Linked DNA regions of Sus scrofa: all the other regions are linked to region 2. Evidence: chromatin contacts called from public Hi-C data. All regions are on one chromosome and are shown on one strand. Each heading gives the region's core, a stretch centred on a gene start, on an enhancer-like site or on the middle of the called end of the contact. The rest is flanking DNA. Distances are from core to core; before and after follow the strand shown.

Region 1 (4,282 bases), core at 1,281-3,780, 300 kb after region 2:
GAGATGGGCCTGGGCTCCGACTCCAGAGGCTGCGGAGAGGTGGGTGGGCATGCCCACCGCAGAGGGGAGCCTGCAGCCTCGTGGTCTCACCACAGCCGGGTTCCTCACCTGGACCCTCCTCTGCGCACCTCTCGGTCCTGGAAGGCCCCCCCCCCTTTCTCCCTGCGGATCCCAAACCCCCGTCTGGGTCGGATCCGACGGCAGGACCTCCCCCACGGTGCCACTTGGTCACTGGTTACAGGCATCCCCAGATGCAGACGACGTGTCTCTGGTGAGAAGTGTTTGAAGAGTGAGGTGGGAGGTGCGTGTCCCCGGCCACGTGCCCGCACATTGGCGCCCAGACAGCAAAACAGCTCTTTGAGCTCCAACTGGTCTTTATTGTGGCTTCGCCGTCACTACCCCAGATCCTTACATGCGCGAGGCTGCCGACCCTTCCCTAATGCGTTTCCCGTCCTTTCTGCCTTTGAGGCTTTAGACGTTTGCCCTTGGGGGCCATCACTGGGCGGGGGGGCATGCGGTGGAGCCTGTGGACCCCTCCTACTGGCCTCCTGTCAGGTCTTCTTGGCCTGGAAGAAAAAGTATTTTGTGTGAATGGGCTGTGGCTCCAAACTCAGAAAACCACCACCTTCTGGCAAATAACTTCAAAGAGCCTGGTCCCCACAGGCCACAGAGCTCACCTGCTCGGGGCCACTGAACAGAGACCTCCCAGCCACGCCCACCTGTGCCAGACACTGCAGGGCCACTGAGCCGCGTGTCGTCCTCACCAGGTGGCAGGAGCCCCTTCCCCAGAGCCAGCTCTCCCAGGGACAGGGGCGGGGCTCCCGGCGCCTCCTCGGAGCGGACGGCAGATGGGGTCATCCCCTCATGTCCTCAGGTAAGAAAGTCCTCGTTCCCGTCCTGAGTTCCCAGGGCCCAGGGCCTGCAGTTAGGTCCCCATCAGCGGAAAAAGGCACAAGGGCCAGCCTTTTGGGGACAGGACAGCACGATGGAGGCAAAGGAGCATAAAGAGTCTCAGACGACCAGACACCTGTGCAGGTGACCACGCGCCCACAGGTGCCAGAGCAGAGCCTGGTGCCGGGAGCGCGGGTCTTCACCTCGCAACCGGTGACCGTGGGACCGAGGCCTGTCCCCTCCCGGGGGATCTGCCAGGAGGCAGGAAGCAAGTCCCAAGGACATGTCCGCGTCGGATCAGAGGTTGGTGACAAGGCTGAGACTGCGCGTCCCAGCCACGGTCATGGCAAGGGGAGTGCGAGGAGGGTCTGAGGGCCCAGAAAAGGAGGGAGAGCCATCCCGGAACGTCAGAAAATGGCCTCAGATTCCTGGAATCATCCTGCCCCCTCTGGGGTCCGGTTCTCAGGATCTGCGTCTGGTGAACAGAGCTGATCCTTGGCATCACAGCCCACCCCAGACCCCGGAGACCTGACACCTCGGCACCAGCTCAAACCCCCGTGTGGAAGCCTCAGTGCAGTCTCCGCTGCCTGCCCTTGAGATGTCTGGAGCGCCCATCTCAGTTGCCCAGAGAGTTGCCTCCAATTCTACTTCTTCCTCGTCTTTCTTGAAAACACAAACTGGACACCATAGTTCTTTACGTGGGCATAGTGCGTAAGGATTTCTCCAGCACAGGGTTCGATCAGTGAGGATCAGAAAATGCCACAGCTCGGAAACAGAAGACACCCGCTCCTGAGTGGTTGGAGGCAGATCTGAACCCAGAGCCAGGGAACCAACAGACCGCGTCAGCGCAGCCGCTTCTGCGCCCTTGGCACCCGTCAGCGCGGCTGGTGGAGGACTTCGCAGCCGCTGCGGCCCTGCTGGTTGTCCCTTCACCCTCTGAGAAACGCGCAGTCGAGCAGGGGGAGACCAGGGGCCTGGCTGTAACCGCCCACGCGCAGCACACACGTGGGGTCCCTTTTGGCGTTACCCCGCCTCGGCGACAGGCCCAGGTAGGGTTCCAAGGCACCGCAGTAACACGGTGAGGGTGCCGTTCCCCTCCCCGCGATGGACACGGCCGGGCGGGGGTCGCGCTGGCTGGTGGGCGGGTGTGCCGTGTGCGCAGCACCTGCCGGCGCCCAACACCGAAACCAGGGTGCCCCCCGCCCCGGCGGGGCCGGCGCCCACTTACCGCGGCGGCGAAGCAGCGCCGCAGGGCTTCGAACTCTTGCGCGCAAAGGTCCTTGGTCAGGCGGCCGCCCGGGGCGGTGGATGCCTGCACGCACCTGCCGTAGGCCGCGGCCTGGGGACAGGACGGGGACGGGCGAGGATCGCGGCGGCCCTTGCGCCCGCCGGTCAGCCAGTAGACCCCCCCGCCGCTCCCCGGTAACCGCCCGCCCCGCCCCGCCCCGTACAGCCCTCCCGCCTCGCTGACGGCTCCGCACCTCAGTCCCACAGGCCGCCAGGCGCTCGGGGAAGGCGCGGAGGCGGCTTCGCACTCGACCCCACACCGCTCCGCTACCCGACATGAGCGGCTCTTCCTGGCACCCGTGGGCGCCGCCATCTTAGGTCCGGCCTCTTCCCGCACCCAACAGCTTGATTGGTCGACGCTTCCGCCCACAACCTGTTCTGCGCTTTGTAATTGGCCAGGCTTCAGCCACGCCTCTGCCTCGCCTCCGGAACTACGCTCTGGGAGCAGAGCCCTGTAATTGGCTCGTGGTTTCGTCCGTCTTTGACCTTAGACTTTGGATTGGTTCAGGTGCAAATTGTTTACCGAGGACGGCCTCAGGGCCCGCCCCACGCGAACGATTGGCCAGCGGGGCCAGGCCCGCTGAGTGACTGGACGGGGTCAGGGCTTGGCGGAAGCTGGGCGGGGCCGGAAGGTGACCGGCATCCATGGCGGCCACGCCGCAGCTGCGGGACCGGCTGAGCTTCCTGCACCGGGTGAGTGCGGGCGGCCCGGCCCCGCCGCGCGCAGCCTCCCGGCCGAGTTGGCCGCCTCCGTGGCCCCGCTCGGCCCCCGCGGGGTCACAGCTCTGCGGCCCCCCCACCTCTCCTCTCGCCTCTTCCCCCCAGCCCCGCCTCCGACACCCCCGGCTCCCCTCCTCTCCCTCCTACCCTGGACCCCTCCGAGGCTGCGGGACCCCGCCGCACGTGCGTGGAGGAGGCAGGTCAGCCAGCCCTGTGTCAGGTCCTGGGGACAGTGAGACGCCTTGACCCGAGTCCAAATTGGGGAAGAGAGCCAGGGGCCCCAAGTTAGTGCTTTCTTACCCAACTTGAGAGCTTTCGAGAAAAAGACGCAGTGACCCCTGAGCTCTGTCGAAGATCAATTACAGGGCCAGACACTAGCCTGGAAAGCAGGACGACCGTTTCACTCAGTGGCGGGCGTCAGATAGGGGTGAAGGAGAAAAAAATAGCTTTTATTGCTCTGCCAGGCCAAGGAGGTGACAGCAGGCTAACGCCCTAAAGACTGGGCCGTTTCTTGGGGAAGAGTTGCAGGGAGTTTTATGGTCTAAAAGGAGAAAAACAGGGTTTCAGATAAGAATCAGGGTTGGGGCAAACACGCATTCTTCTTTCTTTCAGCGATTCTTAGTCACCTAAGCTGGTGCCGGAGAGCTCAGTGGTTTTCCGGGTTATGAATCTTGACTTTTCCTGGAATAACAATACTTGAGAAAGGGGTATCCTGATGAGCGGTTAGAACGAATTGGGAAAGTTCCTGAAGAACAGCAGGTGCTAATCTTTAATCCCCGGGCGGTTGTGCTCAGGGCGCCTCATCTTTAGTTCACAGGTGATTGTGTTTAGGGTGCAGTCAAGCCAGGGAGACGCACAAGGAAAGCCTCCAAGCTCTTCGGTTTTAAACTGCTTATTGCTAAGCTGTTTCTAAACGAAACATAAGGAACATAGTGTGTCCCTTAGGTGTGTCAGACGCCTGCGTCACTGACGGGGGAGGCGGGGAGCCCTTAGAGCCACCGAGGACTGGGCATTTTCAGGACAGAAGGCTGCGGCTCGAGTCAGAAATCGCGAGGAGCTGGGCAGTGTCCATGGGTTGCCGCGTCCGCGTCTGATAGCTGGTGGTCCTAGAGGTTAGGTCCTGTAGGGACTGGGATTTTCTGGTAGTTACATTTCAAGGAATGGCCTTGAGGTCCTTGAGAAAGACACCCTGGAGTCGTAGGAGGCCCTTGGTTCACAGTTGTAGTTCCTTTTTAGGAAATGCTTCACGAAAGGGAGGTTGGGGCCTGTCACCAGCTGTGAGCCAGAACGGAGAGTAAATTCTGGCTCCTTGAGTTTTCTCAGGCAGGTGGCAGGGTAGGGGGGCCTGAGTTCACCCTCCTGGTGCTGGAAACCTGCCCCGTTC
Region 2 (4,389 bases), core at 700-3,199:
TACCTCCAGGGCGTACAAGGCCACATGGGGGTTCTTGTCGTTTACTTTTTTCTTGATGGAACTCACGGCATACTTTGCTCTGATAATAAAAAGAAAAGCGTTGAATAAAGAGACAGAAAAAGCAAAAGAAAAAAAAAACAGCCTCTAAGCCAGAGAAAAAGCCCGCCCGCCACCTCCAGATAGCCACGCCCCCCACCAGCGCCTAACGGGGCGCTTCCGTCAAGGCAAGATCTCGGAAGATCCGCGGGCACCAAGAGCCCCAGCCCACGGCGGGGCCACCCCTTCGCTTCCAAAGCACCACTCACTGCGTGTCCCCCTGGCGGATCAGGTCGCAGATCTGCAGGATGGACTCCCAGTCGGTCTCCAGAAGAAGCTGGCTGGTCGCTTTGTCTAAGGCGGAAACGCACCATGGCAGGAGCATGTCCTGTCCTGTGGTCCCTCAGCCCCCCCAGCTCACAGCAGGCAGGAGGGGCTGCCCCTTTCCCATTCCAGGCACGTGGAGCAAATGGACGACCGCGTGGACATCCTCCCGACAGCCAACCACCAGCCAAGGGCTGTCCTTTCCCAAAGACCGCAGACAGCCTGGCAGACATCAACAGAGAACCCTAGGGGGGCTTATCCGGGGCACGTGCTGCCTCAAACACGACGTGCGCTCTCACAACTCAGGGAGTTCAATGCCATTTCTACCCTCTTCACAGACAAACTGAAACAGGTGAGGTCACTGCCTGGAATCACACAGCTTGCTGGGACAGACCCAAGATTCAATACTATGCTCAGCTGCTGCTCTGCAGTCCGAGTCCCTGCTTTTCAGCTCTTTAATCTATTTAACTAGCTCTCAACTGGCCCAAAGCTAAAAAGACACGCAGCACAGACCCCCTTCCTCTGCTTCAAGTGCTCTGGGGGGCGCAGACAGGGCTGGCCCGACAAGGAGGACCTCTACGTCCCCGCTGCCTCAGACGGACAGACGTGGACAGATGTGTCCCCCGGGCTGGCGCTCCTGCCCTGCCAGTACGTCTTCCCTGGAATCCAACAATGATCGATACTGATCTGGCAGTAATCTTCCGCGCTGATCACTGGAGGGCCAAACCCCCCCACAAGCCAAGTTCCTCCGCCTGCTGTTCCAAGAGCAAGGGAGGCCCCTCATCTCGGGTCTTCTCCAAACCACACTAAGGAAGACGGACAGCGGACCGAGCATGCCAGCCCCCAGAGCGCCTGCCCCAAACAACACAGTTCCTGGGGGGCGCGGGCGACTTGCCTATAAACATGCATTTTCCCTTTAAAGCCTGGGACCTCTAGGAGGCTCTGAAGGGTCGGCATTCCACCCCGACACACACAAGGAACGCCACCCTAAGCCCAGACGCTTCCTGCAGCCGAGCGGGGACAGACGGCGCCCGTCTGGTTCCCCAGCTCAGCAGCGCTCCAAAGGGCCTGGCAGGTCCCAGAGACGACGCTGCTGGCTACACCCGCCCGAGCCTGAATTTGGGTCTGAACTCCCAAATCCCTCGCAACCTAGGTCTTTGGGGGGAAAAAAGGTCTACTAAGACCTCATTTCACTGAGTCACCCGTCTTCGTGACTCAAGACGTGAGGCCCTCTCGGCCAAACGCTGGGGGTCGCTTCCCCGGGGCTCCTGGCCAGTCTCTTGTGCGGACCCTCACCCAGTCGGCCGGGGCCAGGTCCGCGCCCCGGGCCGCCGGGCCCCGCGTCGCCCGCGCGCCCAGGCCCCTGTGGCGCGGCTACAGTCCGGGTGCGCGGGGAGCCAGGGGCCTTCCCAATGAGGGGCCGGGGCCGCGTTACCTAGGAGACGCTCGAAGGTGCCGCTGCCGCGCCCCATGGCGACCCCAGACCCCGACCCGACGCCGCGGCGCTCCCTGCTGCGAACCGGCGCGCCCCCGACTTCCGCTTCCGCCTCTCTGTGGGCAAGCGCACGAGCACGCGCACGTCGCCGGCCAGTCCTGGAGACGCGGGAAGGCGGGCCTTTCCGCTCTCCCCAGACGCTGGCGTCGATTGGCCCGCGTCCGCTGACTGAAAGCACCGAGAACCACTGATCAGCCCGGAAGCGAGGCCTAGCCAATGAGAGCGGGATTGAGGGCGGGTCTTGCGTCGCCACGACGCTGAGTTACGGGTCCCGAGTCGGACCCAGAGGGGAGGGATGTGCCTACTGCTAGGGGCCACGGGTGTGGGGAAGACGCTGTTAGTGAAACGCCTACAGCCTATCCTTCCGCGCGGGGCGGGGGTGACGGGGATCGGGGACTGGGGGGACGCTGGTGGGGAGCGGGGCGGGGGGTCGTCGGGGGCGGGCACCCTGGGAGGGGTCCGGGTGGCGCTCCCTCCTCAACCCTGCTCCGAGTCCTTGACCGCCTCGCACAGCTGAGCAGCCGGGATGGCAAGGGCGACCTGGGCGATCCTCCTCCGACGCGGCCCACGGTAGGCGTCCGGCCCCTGCAGGTTTAGGAGAAGCGGGCCCCCTGTGCGGTTAGCAGAGCGCTTTGGGTTCCTTAAAAATGGAACCTGGCGAGTCAGTGTCTAGGATGGCCCTCGGGAAGTGGTGGGTGTCACTGGAAGGAGCCTGGCTCCACCGGGACAGAGCCGCCCGTTCCTCACCTGTGCTTTTGCTACTCGCCGCATAGGGCGAATCCCGCTGGTGGGCGTCGCTCCCCTGACTACAGCCAGCCCTGAAAGTACGAGCCCTGAGCATGTTTATTAGGCTTCTTTGCTTAGGGGTTCTGCCTTAGGGCCTGAACTCTTGAGAAGGCACACGTTGGGGTAAGTCGCAGTGTAAAGGGCTGAGCACGTTGCTATCCAGGAGCTTCCAGTGGGAAAGGGCTTGTTGTGGTCTCTTTGCAACCTGTTTTTTTCCCACAGGTGGGCACCAACCTGACGGACATCGTGGCCCAGAGAAAGATCACCATCAGGGAGCTGGGCGGCTGCATGGGCCCCATCTGGTCCAGTTACTATGGAAACTGTCGTTCTCTCCTGGTAGGTCCTAGTCTCTTGGGGCTTCCTTTGGGGAGGTATGTCCTCATTCCTGCATTGTCTTCAGTTTGAGTCTGGGGGGCCTCCAGCTTGCCCCCTGTCTTCTGCTCTCAGCCCAACGCGAGAACTTTCAGAGGGCCGGCTGAGGGCAGTGTTCCTTCTCTGTGGGTAACCGCCCGCCCACTCACTCGCCATGGGGGTTATTTATGTTTGGATTCTCCGGCCCTCTGGTCCGTCCCATCCTAGCAAGGCCTATATCCTGGATTCCAGGCCCTTCCGTGGCGACGTAATGGCCAGGCAGGTAGATCTCCACACAGGCGGACGCAACCCTGGTCTCGCAGCTCACTCCCCTCTACTCCTGCCTGAACCCAAAGCCTTTTTTCTTGCTCTTCCTAAGCCAGGCCTGTGCTGTGAGGAGAGGTTTGGCAGAAACAGGGTTCTATAGAGGAGGAACCCTCGCCTCTGTTTCCTTCTACCCAGTTCATGCTGGACGCCTCCAACCCCACCCAGCTCTCTGCATCCTGTGCGCAGCTCCTGGGCCTCCTTTCAGCAGAGCAGCTGGCAGAAGCATCGGTGCTGATACTCTTCAACAAAATGTGCGAGTCCACGAGCTGAGTGGCAGTGTGCGCCCCCCGCCCCCGCTTCCTTGGACTGTAGCCAGGAGGGTGGCTCCTGGGGGGGGGGGGGGCGCTGGGGCAGGCATGGGGCAGCCCAGCCTGACCGGCTGCTTTTGCTCCAGAGACCTGCCCTGTTACGTGACGGTGGAGGAGATGAAGTCACTGATCAGGCTCCCAGACCTCCTCGCTTGCGCCAAGCAGAACATCTCCACGGCGGAAATCAGTGCCCGGAAAGGCACCGGCGTGTCTGAAGTGCTGCGCTGGCTCCAGGACCCCCACAGGACCAACAGCTGACTGCAGGGCGGAAGCGTGGCTGGCCTGCCCTGCGGCAAGAAAGCAGAGGTGGCGCTGTTCAGCCCCTGGCCATTGGCTGCTTTCATCAGGGTAGGATGACGCACCACAAGCCCTAGAAGATGGGGTTCTCTCCTGAGTTGCAGTGATGGGTCACCCGAGGCACCCAGGTTACAGAAAGCCCTGACATCGGCCCTCTGGTGGCAGGGCTGGGAGAGGACAGGCCTGCCGGGTGGCTTGTGTCTGGCCGCCATCCTGGCATGGTTCTACTGGGATTTGTCCTGTTCCTCCCAGGAGATCTGCTCTCTCAACTGGGGTTCAGGCTCCAACCTGTTGAGTTTCTGATACACAGATGGTGGGACTCCCCCCACAAGATGACACGAGGTGCACGAATGCAGTTGAGTAGGAAGAACTACCAGGCGTAGGATTAGGCATTGTAAACACTGTAAATAACCAGAGGGGCCTGGACAGCACAGGGCCCTACGGGTAGGCCAGGGTGGGGAGCCC
Region 3 (4,626 bases), core at 1,133-3,632, 260 kb after region 2:
AAGAACAGATGGTGTTGGTCAGCAGATTTGTTACAACGACAACAACAACAACGGAAAACCAACACAACGAGGAGACAGACAAACCCCAATTCAGGGACACGGGCACGTTGAGCGAACTCAGAATTTGTAAAATCAAAGACAAATAGCTCGTTAGAAAAGTGGCCAGAAATGAACAAGCATTTCAAGAAATACAAAACAGGAGTTCCCATTGTGGCTCAGTGGGTTAAGAACCCGGCTAGTATCCATGAGGACTCAGATTTGATCCCGGGCCTCGCTCAGTGGATTAAGGATCTGGCATTGCTGCCCACTGCTGCATAGGTCACAGCTGCACTTCGCATCTTGTGTGGCTGTGGCTGTGGTGTGGGCCAGCGGCTGCAGCTCCCGTTCGACCCCTAGCCTGGGAACTTCCATATGGCTGTGGGTATGGCCCTTACAAAAAAGAGATATGAATGGACAATAAAAATATGAGTAGATGATTAACCTCATTTGTAATTAGGGAGAACAGATTAAAGACTACAATGAGATTGCATTTTGCTCACCAAACTGGCCAAAAGGATACTACCAAATGAATGTTTGTGGCAGGGTGCAGCCAGAGCCCAAGATCTATGGCCCCTTGGCCAAAATGGGGCAGCCATGCTTTTGTAAATAGAGTCTTGTTAGAACACAGTCACACTTATTTGTTTATGTGTTGTCTAGGGCTGCTTTCAATAGTCATGGCAGAGACTATGTGGTTTTTTTTTTTTTTTTGTCTTTTTAGGGCCACACCCATGGCACATGAAGGTTCCCAGGCTAGGGGCTGAATCAGAGCTATCAGCCTACACCACAGCCACAGCAATGCCAGATCCTTAACCCACTGAGCCAGGCCAGGGCTCGAACCTGTGTCCTCGTGGATGCTAGTCAGGCTTGGTTCCACTGAGCCACAATGGGAACTCCACTATGTGGCTTTTGAAACAGAAAATATTTGCTACCTGGCTCTTCGCAGGAAAAATTGACCAGCCTCTGGAGTTCCCGTCGTGGCTCGGTGGCTAATAAATCCGACTAGGAACCATGAGGTTGCAGGTTCCATCCCTGGCCTTGCTCAGTGGGTCAAGGATCCGGCATTGCCGTGAGCTGTGATGTAGGTTGTAGATGGGGCTCGGATCCTATGTTGCTGTGGCTGTTGTGTAGGCTGGTGGCTATAGCTCCGATTAGACCCCTAGCCTGGGACCCTCCATATGCCGCGGTGCAGCCCTAGAAAAGACAACAAACAAAAAAATTGTCCAGCCTCTGATGTAAACTAGCAAGAACTCTCATAACTACTTGAAGAGCGATTGGGCAATACCTGGTAAAATGAAGGTGTGCCTGCACGTGAACCGGCAGTTCTGCTTCTACGGGTTTACCCTGGAGCCCCCCCAACACCCGAGAAGACAAGGGCCGTGGTGTTCACTGAATCACTGTTTATAATGGCAAATAATTGGAAGCAACTCGGTGGCCCTCAGCAGGAGAATGGATATATATATTCCGGGCTATTTTATTATTGCTTATTTAAAAAAATGTTTTTCCACCGCATCCACGGCATATGGAAGTTGCCCGGACAGGGATCCTATCCCAGACCCAGGTGTGACCTACACCACAGCTGCTGCAATACTGGATCCTTAACCTGTTGTGCCACAGCAGGAACTCCAATTTTTTTTTTTTTTAAATTGTGGCTGCATCGTGGCATATGGAAGTTCCTGGGCCAGGGGTCGAATGGGAGCTGCAGCAGGGGTCTACACTATGGCAACACCGAATCTGAGCCACATCTGCGACCTGTGCTGCAGCCTGTGGCATCGCTGGATCCTTAACCCACTTAGGCAGGCCAGGGGTCAAACACACATCTTCACGGAGACTGGTCCTTAACCTGATGAGCCAAAACGCGAACTCCTCCATGCCCACTCTTTAGAACTGTGTACTCTTGCTGAGGAACTCAGCCTCTCTGTGCTCAGCGTCCCACTCCTAAAACGTGGGCGCTAACTCCTGGAATCCGTTATCAACGCTGACATGAAGGTGCAGCCCCGGAGACCCGCGCATCTAGCACACTTCTCCCAATCGGTCTCGAGGGTAATTGCTGAAAATGAAGGCTTAAAATCCTGCTCCTCTCCAGAAGGCGTGACGTGGCCCTTTCCCTCCTGCCCTCCACTGCTCTTCCGGATGGGGGCCACAAGGGGCGAGCTCTTGTGCTCCAGACCCTGCAAGACATGGCGCAGGACGCCAGCTCCACAGGGAGGATCAGCTGGCTGTAGGGACAGGTGCGCCCCATAGACCCCGTCCCCACCCCCCCGTGTGCGTCCATCCAAGCCCCGCCCCTGCAGGCGCCGAGGTCCGCCTTTCATTGGTGAGCGCCCTGCCCCGAGCTCCGCCCCTCGTCGTCACTTCCGGGCGGAGGAGCTCGCGGAAGGCGGAAGTGTGCGTGCCCAGGCGGCCGCCGAGCAGCACCGGAGTGTTTCTCGCCGGCTCCCCGCGGCTTTTCCCGGTCTGGGCTCGGGGACGCTGCGGTGGCCCGCGGGAGCCAGCGGGGGACGAAGCTATGAGGCGGCCGCGGGGCCTGGCGGGGCCTGGAGGGTGACTGCTCCCGCCGCCTTCCCGCGAGACCGCCTCCTCCAGGCGGCGTCCCCCTCGGGGTCTCGCGCCCCACCGTCCTGCCGGCGCCTTGGACCCGGGGCTCCGGGGCCCCAGGCCTCGCGCCATGACCGCGGCCGCGGCCTCCAACTGGGGGCTTATCACGAACATAGTGAACAGCATAGTAGGGGTCAGTGTCCTCACCATGCCCTTCTGCTTCAAACAGGTGAGTCGAGCGGGCGGTGGTCGCCGCCCCGGCCGCCCCGGGCTCAGCCCGTCACGGGAGCCGGCGCGGCGGGAGGAGGGACCCGGCAGCCCACCCGCCCCGGCGCCGCCGCGGAAGCCGAGGGAAAGCCCCCCGCGAACAGCTTGCGCACCGTTGGTAACTTCAGACCGAGGTGCAGCGTGTAGCGAGGCGATCTTGAAAACTGGAGAGTGACCGCGGGACTCCGTGTTCGCGTCCTTTCCTGGCGTTTCTTGCAACTCTGATCCCACCGCACTCCTTTCCGGGAGCGCACAGGTCAACCCCGGCCTTGGAACTAGATTGGGGTGTGGGTTCTGAGGGGGTTGCTAAATTCACCAGATTGGACACGTCAGAGCTTTGTGTTTCGCTGTGGGCAAACCTTACCTTAACGGAAAACGTCGGAAGTATTAAAAAATTGGTGTCATTCCGACGTTAAATACTGCAGGAGAGAAACTCAGCCTTTTTTGAGGTGTGGGTTTATTTGGCTTCTGTTTAATCCACAAATAAAGAGGCTTTTGGTCCTTTAGAAGAGGGAGGTTGACAGAGTTATCAAATTGGGCAACTTCTTAACTAAAAACGAACTTCTCCGCTTCCTGTGTGCCACACTGGAGGTGCCGCTCCCCCGGCCGCCTGGGGCAGGAGCTGGCCACGAGGGAGAGCGGCTTTCTTGAGGCTGGAGGAGGACCAGTGGGACACCAGGGGAGGACAGGTGGCCAGCAGGCCCTCAAAGACCAGCCTTACGTGGAAAAATGCGCATAAGATGATATTTTGGCCTTGACGTGGGCTCCAGTTGCTTCATCTTAGATTCAGGTTTTGCATTTTTCATATTTAGGATGCTTTGCTGTAAATAGCAAGCAGAAGAAAATGCGTTTCGGTTCCCGTGTGAGCGGTTGCTCTGACTTGCTTGGTGACCGTGTTGCTGGGGGGATGGAGACGGCGGGCTGACGTGGAAGGCCATGCTGGCGGCTTCTGGAACCTCCAAGGCAACATCTGTGTCTTGGCATGGGAGTCGCAGTGTGGGCCGGCCCCCTCTGGGTGTTCCTGGAGGGACTACGTATCCCAGCGCGCACTGCGACGCGCCTGGCACAGAACTGCCTCCTGGGATGTGTAGTTGGCTTGTCCTGCGCCTGTACCTGTACCGCCATCCTTCACGCCTGTCTGCCACGTGCCACCGCGGCAGGGCTCTGGGGGTTCAGATTTGAGTGTCTGCCGTGGGCTGGGCACGAGCCTGCTGCTGAGCCCGCTGCCGGAGCGTTTAAGCACGGGCCCGGCTGACTTGCTGGGTGGGGGGGGGGAGCTTAGAGGTGGGGGCTGGAGACCTGGCAGGGGTTTGCCTCGCCCTGAGGGCCTGGCCGAATTAGGAGCTGCTCTCAGTTGGACTCAGCATCTTCTCCGCAGGAAGCCCCTCGGCCAGAACACGGTGTGAGGCCAGTGGGCAGTTTGGGGATGTGTGTTTTTCATCTGGCAGCCAGGTCATTAAAAAAAAAACTTGGGGTTCGTGTTGTGTTGTTTTTTGGTTTATTTGGTTGGTTGTAGCAATTTGAGTACTTGTCCAAAAGAATTAACATTTTACTGAAGCGTGTGTAACATGCATCCAGAAAAGCGAGTGCACTTTGGGTACACTCTGGATGACTTTTCATAAAGTAGTTAACGAAAACAGATAGCCAGCCCCGAGATTAAGGAGCACACACAGCGAGCACCCCCCACCCTGCCTCCCCACTGAAGGTCCCCCTGCCACCTCCAGCGCCACCGTCAGCGTTGCCGGGTGCGACCATCCCGTGAGTAGGTTGTGTCCTAGATGCGCT

Evidence for each region. Hi-C and Micro-C count contacts between places; a contact is called where the count stands out from the background.
Region 1: a contact with region 2 is called in a Hi-C map of mesenteric adipose tissue, with 1.7 times the contacts expected there. The contact joins the promoter of NDUFAF8 here to the promoter of HGS in region 2. A contact is called at or near these places in 2 of 5 promoter capture datasets (fetal liver and fetal skeletal muscle), 10 of 47 Hi-C or Micro-C datasets (alveolar macrophages, embryonic fibroblasts, fetal liver and 6 more) and 2 of 2 datasets of contacts at active chromatin or transcription factors (alveolar macrophages and skeletal muscle).
Region 3: a Hi-C map of embryonic fibroblasts shows a contact between it and region 2, with 2.4 times the contacts expected there. The contact joins the promoter of SLC38A10 here to the promoter of HGS in region 2. A contact is called at or near these places in 1 of 5 promoter capture datasets (fetal liver), 2 of 47 Hi-C or Micro-C datasets (embryonic fibroblasts and epiblast stem cells) and 1 of 2 datasets of contacts at active chromatin or transcription factors (alveolar macrophages).

Annotation. Positions count from the first base shown.
Region 1 is chr12:1,516,948-1,521,229 of Sscrofa11.1, forward strand. It overlaps NDUFAF8 (NADH dehydrogenase [ubiquinone] 1 alpha subcomplex assembly factor 8), which reads right to left and starts at 2,531. Exons shown (of 3, transcript XM_021066478.1): 1 at 2,373-2,531; 2 at 765-2,230; 3 at 357-566. The coding sequence starts at 2,456. The coding sequence ends at 1,631. It overlaps TEPSIN (TEPSIN, adaptor related protein complex 4 accessory protein), which reads left to right and starts at 2,813. Exons shown (of 14, transcript NM_001244108.1): 1 at 2,813-2,871. The coding sequence starts at 2,824.
Region 2 is chr12:1,217,801-1,222,189 of Sscrofa11.1, forward strand. It overlaps HGS (hepatocyte growth factor-regulated tyrosine kinase substrate), which reads right to left and starts at 1,950. Exons shown (of 22, transcript XM_021066440.1): 1 at 1,796-1,950; 2 at 306-390; 3 at 4-79. The coding sequence starts at 1,832. ARL16 (ADP-ribosylation factor-like protein 16) reads left to right here and starts at 2,110. Exons shown (of 6, transcript XM_021066457.1): 1 at 2,110-2,210; 2 at 2,366-2,425; 3 at 2,864-2,977; 4 at 3,376-3,570; 5 at 3,714-4,389. The coding sequence starts at 2,151. The coding sequence ends at 3,842.
Region 3 is chr12:1,478,863-1,483,488 of Sscrofa11.1, forward strand. It overlaps SLC38A10 (putative sodium-coupled neutral amino acid transporter 10), which reads left to right and starts at 2,383. Exons shown (of 18, transcript XM_005668573.2): 1 at 2,383-2,803. The coding sequence starts at 2,705.